6 separate regions of the Mus musculus genome follow, and regions 2, 3, 4, 5 and 6 are each linked to region 1. Evidence: chromatin contacts called from public HiChIP or PLAC-seq and promoter capture Hi-C data. All regions are on one chromosome and are shown on one strand. The core of a region is the stretch at or near the end of the contact, and the rest is flanking DNA. Distances in the headings are between cores, read along the strand shown. Region 1 holds the start of Relt (RELT tumor necrosis factor receptor). Region 2 holds the start of Rab6a (RAB6A, member RAS oncogene family). Region 3 overlaps Rab6a (RAB6A, member RAS oncogene family). Region 4 overlaps Plekhb1 (pleckstrin homology domain containing, family B (evectins) member 1). Region 5 holds the start of Plekhb1 (pleckstrin homology domain containing, family B (evectins) member 1). Region 6 holds the start of P2ry2 (purinergic receptor P2Y, G-protein coupled 2).

Evidence for each region. Promoter capture Hi-C pulls out the DNA fragments that hold promoters and counts their contacts. HiChIP or PLAC-seq counts read pairs in DNA pulled down with a chosen protein or histone mark. Capture Hi-C pulls out chosen DNA fragments and counts their contacts.
Region 2: a contact with region 1 is called in a promoter capture Hi-C map of liver. The contact joins the promoter of Rab6a here to the promoter of Relt in region 1. A contact is called at or near these places in 4 of 39 promoter capture datasets (the C10 cell line, hippocampal neurons, pre-B cells and 1 more), 6 of 484 Hi-C or Micro-C datasets (CD8 T cells, embryonic stem cells, muscle stem cells and 1 more), 12 of 115 datasets of contacts at active chromatin or transcription factors (the SCID.adh cell line, astrocytes, craniofacial prominence and 9 more) and 3 of 9 other capture datasets (adipose tissue, liver and pancreatic islet).
Region 3: a contact with region 1 is called in a promoter capture Hi-C map of embryonic stem cells, with 2.8 times the contacts expected there. The contact joins the enhancer-like site here to the promoter of Relt in region 1. A contact is called at or near these places in 8 of 39 promoter capture datasets (3T3-L1-derived adipocytes, the C10 cell line, cranial neural crest and 4 more), 4 of 115 datasets of contacts at active chromatin or transcription factors (embryonic basal ganglia, embryonic limb bud, fetal liver and 1 more) and 2 of 9 other capture datasets (adipose tissue and liver).
Region 4: an H3K27ac HiChIP or PLAC-seq map of oligodendrocyte precursor cells shows a contact between it and region 1, with 9 times the contacts expected there. The contact joins the enhancer-like site here to the promoter of Relt in region 1. A contact is called at or near these places in 16 of 39 promoter capture datasets (3T3-L1-derived adipocytes, the C10 cell line, the HPC-7 cell line and 9 more), 1 of 15 datasets of contacts at CTCF or cohesin (embryonic stem cells), 7 of 484 Hi-C or Micro-C datasets (the C2C12 cell line, the HL-1 cell line, embryonic stem cells and 1 more), 11 of 115 datasets of contacts at active chromatin or transcription factors (the HPC-7 cell line, T-cell acute lymphoblastic leukemia, embryonic basal ganglia and 7 more) and 3 of 9 other capture datasets (adipose tissue, liver and pancreatic islet).
Region 5: a promoter capture Hi-C map of embryonic stem cells shows a contact between it and region 1, with 5 times the contacts expected there. The contact joins the promoter of Plekhb1 here to the promoter of Relt in region 1. A contact is called at or near these places in 24 of 39 promoter capture datasets (the 3T3-L1 cell line, 3T3-L1-derived adipocytes, the C10 cell line and 15 more), 1 of 15 datasets of contacts at CTCF or cohesin (embryonic stem cells), 7 of 484 Hi-C or Micro-C datasets (the G1E-ER4 cell line, embryonic fibroblasts, embryonic limb bud and 2 more), 22 of 115 datasets of contacts at active chromatin or transcription factors (the HPC-7 cell line, T-cell acute lymphoblastic leukemia, craniofacial prominence and 16 more) and 3 of 9 other capture datasets (adipose tissue, liver and pancreatic islet).
Region 6: a promoter capture Hi-C map of embryonic stem cells shows a contact between it and region 1, with 4 times the contacts expected there. The contact joins the promoter of P2ry2 here to the promoter of Relt in region 1. A contact is called at or near these places in 1 of 39 promoter capture datasets (embryonic stem cells), 1 of 115 datasets of contacts at active chromatin or transcription factors (pancreatic cancer cells) and 2 of 9 other capture datasets (liver and pancreatic islet).

The regions. Positions count from the first base shown.
Region 1 is chr7:100,862,160-100,864,665 of GRCm38.p6, reverse strand. Relt (RELT tumor necrosis factor receptor) reads left to right here and starts at 1,253. Exons shown (of 11, transcript NM_177073.6): 1 at 1,253-1,372.
Region 2 is chr7:100,606,332-100,608,837 of GRCm38.p6, reverse strand. It overlaps Rab6a (RAB6A, member RAS oncogene family), which reads right to left and starts at 1,252. Exons shown (of 8, transcript NM_024287.4): 1 at 545-1,252. The coding sequence starts at 614. It also overlaps a transcript of Mrpl48 not described here.
Region 3 is chr7:100,623,482-100,625,987 of GRCm38.p6, reverse strand. All of the region lies in intron 1 of Rab6a (RAB6A, member RAS oncogene family), which reads right to left. Among named protein-coding and RNA genes, the nearest start is that of Rab6a, 17 kb to the right of the region's middle. Within about 2 kb of position 1,252, at least 18 of the 459 cell types and tissues checked have an H3K27ac peak or open chromatin away from gene starts, as enhancers often do. A contact at or near this core is called in liver, where this site is marked.
Region 4 is chr7:100,644,094-100,646,599 of GRCm38.p6, reverse strand. Plekhb1 (pleckstrin homology domain containing, family B (evectins) member 1) reads left to right here. Exons shown (of 9, transcript NM_013746.3): 8 at 931-1,030; 9 at 1,531-2,506. The coding sequence ends at 1,667. Among named protein-coding and RNA genes, the nearest start is that of Plekhb1, 17 kb to the left of the region's middle. Within about 2 kb of position 1,254, at least 25 of the 459 cell types and tissues checked have an H3K27ac peak or open chromatin away from gene starts, as enhancers often do. A contact at or near this core is called in epiblast stem cells, oligodendrocyte precursor cells, rod photoreceptor and 1 more, where this site is marked.
Region 5 is chr7:100,661,141-100,663,646 of GRCm38.p6, reverse strand. Plekhb1 (pleckstrin homology domain containing, family B (evectins) member 1) reads left to right here and starts at 1,253. Exons shown (of 9, transcript NM_013746.3): 1 at 1,253-1,489; 2 at 1,655-1,728. The coding sequence starts at 1,711.
Region 6 is chr7:101,010,743-101,013,248 of GRCm38.p6, reverse strand. P2ry2 (purinergic receptor P2Y, G-protein coupled 2) reads left to right here and starts at 1,251. Exons shown (of 3, transcript NM_008773.4): 1 at 1,251-1,537.

The DNA.
Region 1 (2,506 bases), core at 4-2,503:
GAGATGTGCTACTGCTAGTGCCACCGCACCACTACTGCTACTACCACCGCACCATACCACACACGGGCCCAGTTTATAACCATTGCAAGAGTGCAATGGTTACTTACTGCCTGGCTTCTACAACGATGTCTCATAGTGTTGGTCACTCTTTTTGTGTTTGCTTGCTTGTGAAACAATGTCTCCATATGTAGCCCAGGCTGGCTTGGAACTCAGGAGCTTCCTGCCTCTGCCTCCCAAATCCTGGCCTCCCAGTCCGTTACTTCTCCTGTCCTCCACTGGACACTGCGATGGCTGGCATTGGTGATAGAAGAGTGGGACCGCTGGTGTTAGGGGAGAGGATTGTCATTGTCATACCTACTTGGGGGAGGAACCAGCTACCCTGAAGGAAGGGGTATTTAGGCCAGGTTCCAAAGGAATTCACCAGGTGAGCATTCCTTATAGTCTCTCTTATTAGCTAGGTGGGGGATTCTAGAAACCAGCTTGGGTCTCATCCAAGACACTGAGGGTGCTCTTACCCACAACCAATTCCAAAGACTATTCCCAGGCAGTGGCAGCTGTGGCCCTAGTTACACAGGCAATGGTGACAGGATCTGAGTAGCATTCATGTCTCAAGCACCTTTTCGCTGCATCACACAAGCCCAGATTTCTTGGTTCGGAGCACACACACACACACACACACACACACACACACGCCCGCACGCGCGCGCGCACACACACACACACACCACACACACACACACACACACACACACGCCCGCACGCGCGCGCACACACACACACACACACACCACACATACACACACACACACACACACACACACACACACACACACACACACACGGCCGCGCCTCCCTGATGCGCCCCAAGGGATGCATGCGCACACACACACACACACACACCACACATACACACACACACACACACACACACACACACACACACACACACACACACACACACACACACACACACACACACACACACACACACACACACACACACACACACACACACACACACGGCCGCGCCTCCCTGATGCGCCCCAAGGGATGCATCTGAAGAACATCCTAGTCGTAGCCCCTGCAGTTCCTAGGAGGCTCAAGAGGTGGCGATGCGGAGCAGCGTGGCCTGGCGGGAGAATCGTGAGCCCTTGGCCCGCAGAGGGGCTCGGGGTTAGGGGCCGCAAGTCGGAGCTCTGACGTCGGGGGCGGGGCCAGAAGCCGTGACGCGAGGGGAGGGGCCGCGCAGCTTCCCGGCCAGGCCGGCGATTCATTCAAAAGGCGCGCAGGCTGCGCGGCCGGCCCCGAGCGCTCGCCTAGCGGGGCCCCGGCGCCGCGTCGGACGCTGAGCGAAGCTGGTGCTGCGGGCCAGGTAAGGAGGGTGCGCACGGCCCTCAGCCCCGCTCCGCTGCTCCGAGGAAGTTCTCCTGAGCGGCGGATGCGTCAGCCCCGCTCTCCTGCCCAGTCCCGTCCCATCCTGGTGCTGTCTACGCGTCCCGGAGCCCCCGGGCTGCGCGTCCTCCCGGCACCGCGCGCGGCGCAGTCTGTCAGAAGGTGCGCGAGAGGAAGCAGCGGAACTTGGCGTGCAAGGGGTCGGGGGAGCCCGGGAAACTTGGACTGACACCAAAGGCCGGCTGCGGGACGGGACGGCGGCGCCTCGGTGCGGCTGCAGCGCGGGGCGGCCGGGAAGGGGGGGGGTGTTCTGAACGGTGTCAGCCAGTGACTGTGGGTGACACGGCGCATGAGGCGGCCTGGCCCGGGCGAACGTGTGGCTGGGACACTGGGCGGTGACGCCGAGCCTAGCGGGCGACACAGAGGGGCTCTGTGTGTGAGGCAGGCAGAGTGTGTGTGATTGTGTATGTGAGAGACCCCAGGTCACTGGGGTCACTGTGTGTGGCCGGCCTGTAGTGTGACCCGGGCTAGTTGTGAGTATAAGGTAGAACAGAGGAACCCTAAATAACTTAAGCAAGCCCTGAATCACGGGGTCATAGGGTGCATGTGGGACGGGGTGGGGGGGGAGGGAGGAGAGAGAGAGAGAGAGAGAGAGAGAGAGAGAGAGAGAGAGAGAGAGAGAGAGACTGTCTGCCTGCCTGCCTGCCTAGGATAGAGTAAGACAAGGAGGAACCTGACACCTTCCAGTGTTTGAGGGGCCAAGGAAGATCAGGAGTCTAGGGAATAAAGATCTCTCTCCAAGACACCCTTAGAGTTCAGTTTAGTGAGTTTGCACGCAGACATGACCTAGCAGAGGAAGCCAGAATTGGGTGGGCTAGCCCCTCTGGCACAGAGAAGACCTGAGGTGGTCTCAGTCTCCACTCCACTCCACGCTCACACACACACACACACACACACACACACACACACACACACACTGAAGTCCCCAACATCTAGCAAGGCACTGTGTATTCTGTTTTGTGATCAGATCTACCCCTGCTAAGCCTCAGTCTCCCAGTCTGCAGAGAGGTGTGAATAGCCTGTGAATCATCACTTTGGGATCCTCTATTGTTTT
Region 2 (2,506 bases), core at 3-2,502, 260 kb after region 1:
ACCACCTCTTCTCTCACCTTCCGAGAGACTAGTACAACTCCGAGCCAAGCCTCAGGGGAAAACAACGCCCAGATCCCACCCTCCTTCATCCAAGGTTGAAGAGGGGGCCCATTCTCCAGAGTTGGGGGCTTCTCGGAGTGGGACCTCACTTCCAATGGGAACCGGAAAAAGAGCAAGGAATAAGGGTGGGGCCCCATAAAGCCGGCCCGGGTGGTGGAGACCACGCAGAGCAAAGGAAGAAAGGGATGGACAGGAGGCTGGGCGGGGTGAGGACTGAGGAGGACAGAGCGGCCCGAGAGGGCCCGGCTGCAGGCGGCGGAGTCCGGGCGAGGATCAGAGATCTAAGCTACAAGCCTGATAGATCCTAGCGAGGAGGAGCCAGGGACAGGGACAAGAGGAGTCGGGGGACCCGGGGAAAAGGCTGGGGTGGGGGTTTTAGGAAGAGCGAGGCCGGCGGGGAGCCTCAGCGGCCAGAAGGGCTGCACTGGGGGCGGTGCGGGGAAGCCGCGGCCGGCTGCCAGGAGCGGGGGAGTCGCGCACTCACCGCTCTGCTCTCCCAGGAACACCAGCTTGAATTTCCTCAGCGGATTCCCGAAGTCTCCGCCCGCGGACATGATGGAGCCGGAGGAGCCGCCGCCGCCGCCTCAGCCCAGAGACCTCTTCCAGACCGCTGCAGCTCCAACCCGCTAACGAAGAGGGCCGAGCTGAAGGGGCAGCCTCCGAGTCCTCTCGGCCCCTGCAGGGCCGGGCAGAGGGGCGAGGCTGAAGGGAGAGTGCCTCCACCGACCGGCAGCCGCCGCCGCCGCCTCCCCGCAGAGTCGCCTAGCACCGAGCCGGGCCCGCGGCCGCGAAGGGACGCAGGGCGGTGTCGGAGGCAGCCAGCGGTGCGCTCGGGCTTCGCTAGCCTAGCGCCGTTCCTTCCCTCAGAACGCGGCGCGGAGACTGAGGTGAGAGAGGAGGGTGGCGAGGCGAGCGCCGCAGACGCGTCTGGGTCTCGGCACGCGCAGTGCTCGGGCTCTCACAGCAGCCGCCGCCGCCACCACCGCAGCACAACCCGCTGAGTGCGCGAGCCTCTGGCGCGGATGCGGGGCGAGTCCGGGCGCGAGCCTGCCGCCCTGCCGGCCTCGGACGTGCGTGCGTGAGTGCGTGCGTGCGCGTCGCCGCCAGTGCTTTCCTGGTTTCGCCAGCAATCCCGGCTCCTCCCGTGCGGTGGAGAAAGGGGCCGATCAGGTTTCGACTGGCGTCTGGAGAAGCCGGGAGGAGGCGGGACCGAGTTCCGGGTAAGCAAGGGGGGGAGAAAAAAAAGGGGGCGCTTACGTCAGTGACAAATCGAGCCAATCAGAAAAAGCGGAGGGCAGGCAGCTGCTAACTGAGGTGGCGACGCGAGAGCGCGCGCGCGACTCTCGCGCGGAGGAAGGTGTGGGGTTCTGGCAGCCATAGGAAGTGTGGCGCGACGCAAGGCGATTGGAGGAAGGAGGAGGGAAAAGAAGGTGGGACGGAGGCGGAGCCGGAACCAAGGTGGAATGACCGCAGCAATGCGTGGGTGGGGTTGGGTCGCTCAAAGGTGTATTGTAGGTGCTAAACCCTTAACGTCGCTTCTCCTTCCTCACTTTAGCCCTTCACCCGTTTACCCTAGCCTTCTAAAACGTAATTCCTTGCTCGGCATCTTCGTGTATATAAGATTTCCCACCGTTACTCCGTGGAGTTTCATAACTACCAGAAACAAGTCCTCTCCATTTTGTGGGTGAGGAAATTGGAGTCCAACAGAAGGAAATGACTTGCAAAATCCACGTAGTCATGTCATGGAGTCAAGGTTTTATTTGAACCTCTGCTACCTCCTTACGTTAAGCCATCAAATTCCCTAGTGTCTGTTGGCGTGATCTTCTGTTGAGTGGCCGTTGTTTTAGGTGCCCATAACATCAGACGATAACCATCGTCTACATGCTAGAAATGAGTTTAGATATCATATAAGCCAAACTCCACATATTACAGATATGAAATGACTGCCCACTTAGCGGTGCAGCTTTGGAAAAGGTCACACAACATTCCAGAGGGCTGCCTCAACAAAATCACAAATCTGCAGAAGGAGTATTTAAAAGATCATCCTTTCTCCTTAAAGCAGCACTTCTGGATGTGCTTGAGTGGGGCTTCCTTAAATTTGCCATCTGAAGCATTTCCAATTGTCAACCAGATTTGAGATCCAATAAGATAAAGGTGAATGCCATAAGAAAACATGAACTAAGCATAATGTGGACAGTTACATAACATAATTAAATGTAACTTTTCATCTGAATGGGATCCCTAAAAAGAGAGTATCAGACAAAAACAAAATAATTTGAGTATAGCATGAATTTTAGTTAATAACAGTATTTTGTACTGATTGATTTATTATAACATATCAGTCCTATTAAAGTAAGCTGTTAATAGAGGAGTCTGGAGTGGTATATGGGAACTTCTATAATGGCCTTTGTAAATCTAGTAATTTTCTATCTAGTGCTTCACATCT
Region 3 (2,506 bases), core at 3-2,502, 240 kb after region 1:
GAGTTCTTTGATGGGTTATCAGGGCTTTAAGAACTAGACTGTTTCGGGGCGTGTTGTCGCACGTCTTTAATCCCTGCACTTGGGAGGCAGAGGCAGGCGAATTTCTAAGTTCAAGGCCAGCCTGGTCTACAAAGACAGCCAGGGCTATACAGAGAAACCCTGTCTTGAAAAACCATTAAAAAAAAAAAAAAAAAAAAACTAGACTGTTCTCTATGCGTACACTGTAGCTGTGTTCAGACACATCAGAAGAGGGCATCAGATCCTATTACAGATGTTTGTGAGCCACCATGTGGTTGAGAAGAATTGAACTCAGAACCTCTGGAAGAGCAGTCAGTGCTCTTAACCACTGAGCTCCCTCTCTAGCCTTACAATCCAATTTTTGCTAAATAGCCCAGGCTGGCCTTACACTGACTATGTAGCCTGGATTGGCCTTAAATTTCTGGTCATTCTTTTGTCTCAGACTCTGGAGCAAGGAATTATAAGCATGTGCCAATATGTCTCATTATAATTCACCTTTGCATTGGAATTTTTAGGAAAAGCACAGCTAGACTGATATAGTGAAATACTGGGAATGTCCTTACTAAGGAGTACATTCTCCAAGAACAAGAACCACATCTAATAACTTTTCTATTTTTCTGGTCACTTCACATAGATTCTAATACAAAACAAATTCAAGACTTGTGAGTTCAAAGCCAGTCCAGTCTACAATGAGTTCCAGATAAGCTAGGGCTACACAGTGAGGCCTTGTCTTAAAAATATCAAAACAACAAATAAAACAAATGTAATAATTCTTTAAGTTAGGAAGGAACCAGGTTAATAAACTTCTCAAATGCTCCCCAAAATTTAAATATTTTGGGCCAAGAAAAAAATCATACCCAGTTATTGACATTTTAGTATAATTTTAAATGAGTTTTGTTTTCTTTTAAAACATATTTCAGCTTAAATTATGTGTATATGTGCCTGCAGATGTATAGGGAGGCTATATGCATATAAGTGTGGGTGCCTACACAGGTCACAGGCAGAGAAGCCCTTCTTGTCCAGCATCTGCTGGCTTTGCATAGCCACCCAGTCTCCATCAAAGCTATGAGGGATGGGGCTGTACCCATGGTGTTTCTCCCACATCAGAATTAGAGCATGAATCCCATGAAAAACATGGCCACGCCCACAAGAGTTTTCCACTCATTGGTGCTCCTGTTCATCTTAGCAAAGCTCTTGTTAAACTGGATGCAGTACAATTGGACTTTGTCATGGCTGGACAGGCTGCTGCAGGCCAGCCTTCTCCTTCAGGGCTTTCTAGCTGGCAGACAGCAGCCTGACATGGGCCACACCAGGCATGGGTGGTCATGCATATCAACACAACCAGGGAGAGCATAGTCTTCACTCTTTATAACACTCCCGTGTGATCAGGACATATACCGAAGTAGAAATGGCTCTCTTGCCAATTAAGCTAAGTGCTCTGGTAGCCATCATTCTGCTAGCACTGCTCTGGCAATCTTCACCCTCACTGCTTGTTAGTAGAAGATCTCAAATTGTAAAAATCACTTTTTTCATGTGTCTGGATGTTTTGCCCACAGAGGCCAGAGAATCTGGAAGATCAGCCAGTGCTCCTAACTACTGAGCCATCTCTCCAGCCCTGGTATTTATACTCTAAAATATCTGCATAGGGATCTAATACAGCCAAACCCATAAATGATGTTTACGAACCACTGGCATTCATAAGTAAAAATTCCAAGTAATTATCAATTACCTTTAGCTTGAGCAAACACTCCTTCCTATGTAAACAAGCTTCATACAATATTATATTTTATGTTTTCTTCCTATCCCACCTCCTACCAATATCATTGTAATAGATTATATAACACTGAATTAAGTAAAAATGTGATTAAGATCTTCTGATAAAAAGAAAGGTTATACTGAGGCAAAGAATACCAACTAAAACTAGTAAATAGAGCATTGTGAGTTCAATATTGAAGGGATAGTCCTGAGTCTGTATAATTACCTCTTCACAAAAGAATCTGTCTACTTGGGAAATAAAACATTATCCAGATGCTTTCAAACTCACTCTAATATTTCTGCAACTTCAGTCAGAAAATTCTTTCTTATTTGACTTATCTTCAGTGATACAACTTACTCAAATATTCTGTTCTTAAACTCTTTCCACTAATTCTAACTTTCATCAAAGAACTTTATTTACAATTATTACTGTAGTGTCCCAATGGAAAAAAATCTACTTATTTCTAGCTATATTTATTAAATAGAATTCATTTTAAAATTCTATTTATAAAAATAAATGTGTGTATAAATTATGTGTATGGACACTTTGCCTGCATGTTATGTCAGTGTACAATGTGCATGCTGTGCCCTCAGAGACTGGAAGAGGACTGAAATTTCCAATTTGGGTACTAAGAATCAACCCTTAATCCTTTGGAAGGGCAGTGCTCTTGACCTCTGAGACATCTCATCAGCCCCTAATTATGGTTCTTTTATAACAATAAACTTTCCTTTC
Region 4 (2,506 bases), core at 5-2,504, 220 kb after region 1:
CATTTGTATTAATTAAGTTGGACACAAACGGACTTCTAGAGTTGGGCAATTCTGGTGTGAAGCCTAGTGAGAGATACAGTGAGAATGGGGCTAGGGGGGAGTCCCAGGAGAGAACAGATTCTGACCCCTTCCAAGTCAGCTACCCCATGAGTTAAAGTGGTAGATTTGGATTGACAGTTAGTGCTAATCGTGCATGTATTACTGGTTCCTGTCATCACTGTCCCTTGCAGGTGATACAAGTTGAGGGCCTTGCCATTAAGTAGCACACATTTGGGGGAACAGGCCAGAAAGGTTAAGAGAAAAGATAAGGGGTACTATCCAAGTTAGAGACCCTAGGAAGAAATACTTCTGAGCCCAGGAGGGCTTCCTATAGTGGGTAGCTTCTGAGCTAGAATCTGGGAGGTTGGTAGGAGCCTGATGGGGAAGGCAGGACTCTCACCTTCTCTGTGCCTCATCCATAGCACTGGATGCTATGGAGATAGCAATGCCTGCCTTGAAGGATCAGAGGTGACACTAGGGAGCACCTCCCTTGGGACCCGCTATGCAGTAGATGCTAGATGGTAGTTATTTCAGTGACTACTCTTTTCTTCCTTTGCTCCAGTCCTCCTCTAATTCATGCCTAGGGCTTTGCCATAGTTCTCTTCCCTTGACTAGGAGAATAATCAGTTGGGTTTCTCTGAGAATAGCATTGTAGAATTGTTAGACTTAGAAAGTTGAGCAATGGGAAAATTGGGCAATATAGAAGGCCAAGGTAGGAGAAAAGGCATTATTGGGAGCTGGATGTTTTAGGGGAGAAGGGTTATGGAATCTATGGGGAGGCCATACCTTTTCCCTTTAGCCCTGGGGAGGAGGGTGGCTACAGAATGAAAGGGTCAGGACCAAGCCCAGACCAGGAAGTCCCTGGGCATTCAACCTGACTGGATTTCTCAGGTACGCGTCTACAGCCCGTATCAGGACTACTATGAGGTGGTGCCACCCAACGCACATGAAGCCACATATGTCCGCAGCTACTATGGGCCACCTTATGCAGGTAAGTGCCCCTAGCATGCCAGTCTACCTCCTGCCACAATCCTGTGCCAGGCCTTGCCCATGATCCATCAGTGAAGACTGAGCTTCACCCTTTGAGGGTATACATATTTTGCAGATCTCACCCTCCCAGATCCTAGATTCAAAACAGACTCTCCGGGCTGGCCCCACTCAGCCAGTCTACCAAACAGTGATAATCTTGTGCTGCTAGCGACCCCAGGTGGCTATTGCAGAAATGACACTCTTCCTATTCCCAAGGTCTTAGTTACTAGAGTCCATTCCCAAGGGCTGCATGGATCCCCAGGGGCTTAGGGATCCTGGGGTTTCCTGCAGCCCATCTCCAGTCCCATAGTCACCATCCGTGGCATATGTATGATCTGTAGGCTGCAGTGGAGGGTGCTCTCAAAGTCTCAGTTCCTCTGGGGAGCAGAATGAGTTCATGCCTTAACTTGAGATTAGACTAGTCTCTGGCACTGACCCCGACTTGTGTGGCTTTTCTTACAGGTCCTGGTGTGACACACGTGATAGTTCGAGAGGACCCCTGCTACAGCTCAGGCGCCCCTTTGGCCATGGGCATGCTTGCTGGGGCTGCCACGGGTGCTGCTCTTGGTTCACTTATGTGGTCGCCTTGTTGGTTCTGAGCCCTGGGGCTCTGACTTCTGGATGTGCATGTAGAACACAAGAAGACCCTTTTCTTCTGGATCCTCTGCTAGCTACCATCTAAACTGTCCCATTTTGACCCCTTTCTCCCCATTAAGCCCTCTACGCTTGGCCCATTACTCCCACCATTTATCCTCTTTTCCGTCTCAAAGGAAGCTAACATCTCAGGCACAGACATAGCCAAAAGTCCATACACCCATTGCCAGGCACTCCCATAAGTCACATGTGAATTTTCTCTACACATAGCAAACATAACTTCATTTGGCTCTAAGTGTCTGAGGAATGGAGCTCACAAGAGAGCAAACAACAAAGCTACAGTTATCTGTCTGGTAAGGATAAGTCGGGGCAAGGAGCGAGGTCTGGGTGCCCAAAGAATCAAATAACAGTTGGCTTGGTGTTGTGGCAGGGGTTGGTTGTAGTGGTTCTAGCTCTATGTGAAGGAGCTTGCTGGATAAAGGCACGATGGGGCTTTTTATGGAGTAAAGTTTCTTGATTTCAACTATAATGAATACTTTGCCTGTCTAGTTAGTACTGGCAGGACATACCCTTAACCAAAACATGGAATTTGGCACCTTTTCCTCACTTGTAGCTTCCCTATGATAGCTGAGCTAACCCTAAGGTTTCCTAGCTGTGGGAAGAGGTGAGTTCTTTGAGACCTCCGGCCTTAGGAAGTTGCTTCCATTAGGAAATGCCTTTCTGATCCCAGGAGCTCAGCTCGACTGTTAACATCTGAAGCTTATTCTCTTCCTTCCCGCTGGGGGGAGACGGCATTATCTTGTTCTGGGGCCTGACCCACCTTGGCACCAGCCTGGGGAACCCC
Region 5 (2,506 bases), core at 4-2,503, 200 kb after region 1:
GAAGGAAGGTGTCTTTGGTGACTAAATGAGGCTGAGCAACCCACTTATACAGTCAGCGGCCTCGTGTTGGACCCATCTCCTCCTGACCGCTTTAATGCCAGTCACAGGCACGGAGGGAGGTTTGCTTTTGGAACAATCGATGCTTTGCTTCTGGAGAACAGTTACAGCAGTCCCTCTCTAGGCCACTAGAGGACGCGTGTCCCTCTCTAGTAGATGGAGACAGCTGGTCGCAGCCGGTTCACCTAGAGTTCACCAAGCCTAGTAATCCAAACCGCTGGAAACAGCCCAGGCTGAAGCTGCTTTCCGGAGTTGGCGTCATCAGCTGTTATCCTGCGCATCCCCGTGGCTGTTTGACTTAAAAGCCTTTTTTTTTTTTTCCTCAAGGTAACCAGAGCAGCAAAGGAGAATCTTCAGAGCTGCTAATGAGGGAGTCAGATCACCCTGCCCCCAAACCTCTGCGTATGTGCAGGAAAATGAACTTCAGGAGTATCTAGATGAGAATTTAACTGATCATTATCAACATAATAGCGACTATAGAAGTATTTTAGCGGCTTAACCTGCCAATATTCTCGGGAGAGATAGCTCCCTGTCTCCCTTCCTTCCTTCCCGTTCCTTTCCACTCTTCCCTCCTCCCTTCAACTTCCTTCTCTTTTTCTTCCATCTGTCTATTTCTTTTTTTGTTTTTGTTTTGTTTGTTTGTTTGTTTGTTTTTTGTTTTTCGAGACAGGGTTTCTCTTTATAGCCCTGGCTGTCCTGGAACTCACTTTGTAGACCAGGCTGGCCTCGAACTCAGAAATCCGCCTGCCTCTGCCTCCCGAGTGCTGGGATTAAAGGCATGTGCCACCACGCCCGGCTCTTGTTTTGTTTTTTGAGACAGGGTTTCTCTGTGTAGCCCTGGCTGTCCTGGAACTCACTCTGTAGACCAGGCTGGCCTCAAACTCAAATCCGCCTGCCTCTGCCTCCCAAGTGCTGGGGTTAAAGGCGTGCGCCACCACTGCCCGGCATCTGTCTCTTTCTCTCCTTCCTCCCATCCCGGTTATAGAAAGGAGAAAAATTAGTCAAAATTGGGTAGGGTTGAGACTTTCCAGAGACCAGAGAATGAGTTAAAGGCACAGAGATGAAAAACAGCGTAGTTTGAAAGATGCGGTTGCTGGGGCTGCTAAGAGGGGATGAGCTACTGGCTAATAGGATCTGTTGTGCTAAATCCCCCAGAGCACGCACAGCACGAAAGGGCTGAAGCACTGGGGTGGCTCTGGGTCAAGATTAAAGAGACCGGGGAGCCAAGAAGGGAGACTTAAGGAGCCAGGCCGCACAGCCACGACTGGGGAGATGGAGATGGACACAGCCTGCTAGGCCTCAGAATGAAAACTTAGCCCTGCCCTAAACTGGGCCAGAGAACCTGCCTTGCCCCATCTCCAGTCTCCTTTATTCCACCCTCCTCCCTACCCTATCTTGGAGACCTGGATCAACACCACCTCGGAATCACCAGGTGACTTGGCCAAAAACAGAAGGACAGAGGAGATCTCAGCCAGGAAAGCCCGGGAGGGGGCTGGAAAAGAGGGTGACTTTCTTTAGGACTGGTGCGGTCCCTCCCTACCTCTCCCTTCAGCGCCTGCTTGGTAGCTCTTTCCTGATCCCTTTATCTCTAAGGCAGAGTCAAGCCCCACTTCTGGAACCTTCTTGGGGATGCAGCTCTGACCATCAGGAACCATGAGCCCGGCAACCCCGGTAAGGACGAGTTTCTGGGGTAGGAAGAAGTAAGGGGGGGGCTTCCCAAATAGGTAATGCCCTGGTCTCTGGGATTCTCTGCTCCTGCAGAGGTGGGGAATGGACTGAGCTAGTCAAAGTAGCGACTGTGGAGGGTCGGATCCAGGGGACAGGACCATGTAACCCGCTAATCATATGACCTAACCCCCTGTTTTGACCGTATTTCCCCCAGGCAGTCACTATACACACGGTCCACTGCCTCCCAGTCCTTGTTCTAGCCTGGTACCCTCTGCAGCGCTATCCCTTGCCAACCCACATCTTCTCCCCAACCCCTCATTCATCTTCTAAGCCTACTAAAGACCTGGACTTTCCAGCAGTGCTTATGTGAGGTTCTTTGATCCACACTGGGGAAATGTTACTTCCCCTTCACGACCCCTCAGCTTCCTTGGGGAAGCCTTTCTGAACCCCTTGGGCAAAGAGCGACTTCCTCCTGGGTAAGCCACACTCTTTGCATTGGCTACTTTCACCTCCAGTCTCCTCCAGTAGACTGGTAGCTAGAGTTGTATTGGGAGGGCTCCATGCTGCGTTATAGCACTGTGGTGCTTTACAGAGCTAGAGAACGCTAACATCCGAAACCGGGATGGAGCCTGGCTTCTCTCTGCACTCTGTGTGTGTGTGTGTGTGTGTGTGTGTGTGTGTGTGTGTGTGTGTTGTGATGTGTAGTTTGTTTGAAGAGTTGTTTGTGAAGTGGTAGTGAGGAATCTAATATATAGCCCAGTCTGGCTTTACTATGTAGCCA
Region 6 (2,506 bases), core at 2-2,501, 150 kb before region 1:
CTGACGGCTCAGAAGGGAGATCAGGAAAAGGAAATCCGCTGGGATTTCAATAACCAGAAAGACTTCCCTCACACGAGGACCCTAAAGCCACAAGGGTGGCTGTGGAGAGATCTAGATTTCTGGAAGCTGCCTGCACCAGCTCCCATAGCCAGCAGAGGTTAGACAAGGAGCCTTTGTGTCTGCTCAAAGGCCCCAGGAGGCTGCAGAGAGGCTCAGCCACCCAGCTCTGTGTATTCACCCTTCTCACTCTGGACAGGGCTGCAGATCGGACCCTTTCTGGACCCCTCCAGGGGCTGCGAATGGGACTTTAGTCAGCGGATACACAACTAACAAAGTCTACAGCCCTTGGGCAGAGAGCAAACTCCTCACCATAGGAAAAGGCTTGTTCTGAACTTGTCCGTTTATTTGGCCACCCCAAGACTCCCTGGATGGACACGAAAAGTAGGATCATGGAAGGACTGGCTTCATTTCGCAGAAAATGTGTCTTACAGTGCTAAAGGTGGCCTAGAACTTATACTAACAGATGCCTGAGTCAGAAATGGGAGGGGGCAGACACCCTCTCATTCATCCACCCCTTCACAGGACAGCAGTGAGGTGGCTGGTGTGGTCCTTGCCTTTTTGAGCTCAAACTAGGACAGGAATGGGGTTTGTGACTACAGAAAGTCTTCAGAGCAGGCCAGAGAGAAGAATTGAGGCAGTTCAAGATGAGAGATCAAACTAAACCAGGACTTCATGGACCCGTTAGTGACCTGAACGAAGAGCAAAAGCAGACGGAGGTGGTGAAGCCGGCAAAGATTTCTGCTGGTACCAGCAGTCTGAAAGCACATCCATCTGTCCATCCGTAAGTGACGCGGGATGGGGCAGCAGCGGAGGGAAGGCTGAGGGTCAGTATAAAGGTCCATCGGTGGGCAGTGACAGGAGCCAGGCCAGCACAAAGCAAACCTTGTAAAACTTGGGCGTCGCTGAAAATCGGTGAGCTAAGCAGGTGACCTCTGCTCAGCCAGGACGGTCGCCTTCCGCCTCTCCTTGCTCAACAGCCGTGGCGGACACGCTGACCGGCGGCGACACTGACCGACCGCGTCCCCAAGCGGGTGGCAGACTGGAAGCATCTGTTTAGAAGGGTTGGGGGCGGCTCCGGCGTCTGCCCAGAGTCTGCCCCGCCCTCCTGCTCACAGCCAGGCTATGGGGTGCGGAGCGGGGCGGAGTAGGGCGGGGACCGCGGCGCTTCCAGGCACGTGGGACCCTGCGCCACTCGGCATGGGACTCGGGCACCAGGAACAGCGGCGGCAGCCCTTGGAGGGGACCAGCGCAGCGGGGAGGTGAGAGGTGCTTCCTAGAGGGGAGCGGACACCAAGAGAGGTCGCCAAGTGAGGCCTGGGGACGGGAGCGCCGGTCGAGTCAGCGCCAAACAGGGAGAGCCCATTACGTGACTGTCCCGAGGGCTCGGGCTCCCAGCCCTTGTACTGCGCAAAACTGGGCGGTGAGAGCCGGCTGCCGGTGCGCTGATGAACTTTGTTTCCTCTAGAGCGTGATCTCGGTGAGTGTCATCTTGGTGTGTTTACCAGCATACTGGGGGAATCTGTGTGTTAGTGGGCAAATGCGCACACCCTTAGGGTGTGAGTGACTGAACTTAGTCTGTGTGTACCCCTGGGGCGTAAGTCTGTGGGCTAAGAGACCTGGGAATCCTGGAGACTTCTTGCGCTTGGACTCTTAACTCTCCCCAGAGTCAGTCTGGGTAGCTCACTCGGTGTCAGTGAGGTGTCAGTGAGGAACCGGAGGCAGTGGCAGCAGCGGCGGGGTTGTGGGGTTGGGAGTGGGGGGTGCGGTGGGGTGGGAATGTGGGTTGCTAGTGCAATTTCATATAAGGACAGTTAAGACTTTGATCTGTCTGGAAACTTTTAATCGGGCAGGTGGTGCTGTATGAAGGGTCAGGCAGAAGAAAGACAGTGTTCACCTCACTAGGGCTACAGTGTGTGTGTGTGTGTGTGTGTGTGTGTGTGTGTGTGTGTGTGTGTTACTGATCTCCAGGAGCTAGACCCAAGTGTAGATCCTTCTGGGAACTAGCCTTTCCAGTTTGGAGATTTATAGGGCTAGGTGACTGCTGTGCTCAGAATGGCATCCCTAGAGTCCCTGGGTCAGCAGCCTTGTTTTGGATCAAGTTTGGAATAGTGGCTTTTGAAGATCAGGCTGGGGCGGCAGGGAAGTGGCAATTATCTGTGGGTGGGAGTGGGAGGAAGGAGAGTCTCTGAACAGACTCTACACTGCTGCCAGTGTGGGTCCTGCATGAGGGCTGGGGACAAGCCCTGCTGCGGAGGTCTGCCCCTCTCCTTTTCCATGCTTTGGATACTCCAGAGTTTTGAGGACATGGGCAGGTTGGCATACTGGGTAATCCTCAGAAATGGCTGCCCAGATGCAGAGTGAGGTTGTGGCCTTTCCGGGATCCCTTTTGCCCACCTACCCCAGGCACCAGATGAGCATGTGAGGATGTCACCAAGGCCTCATGGGT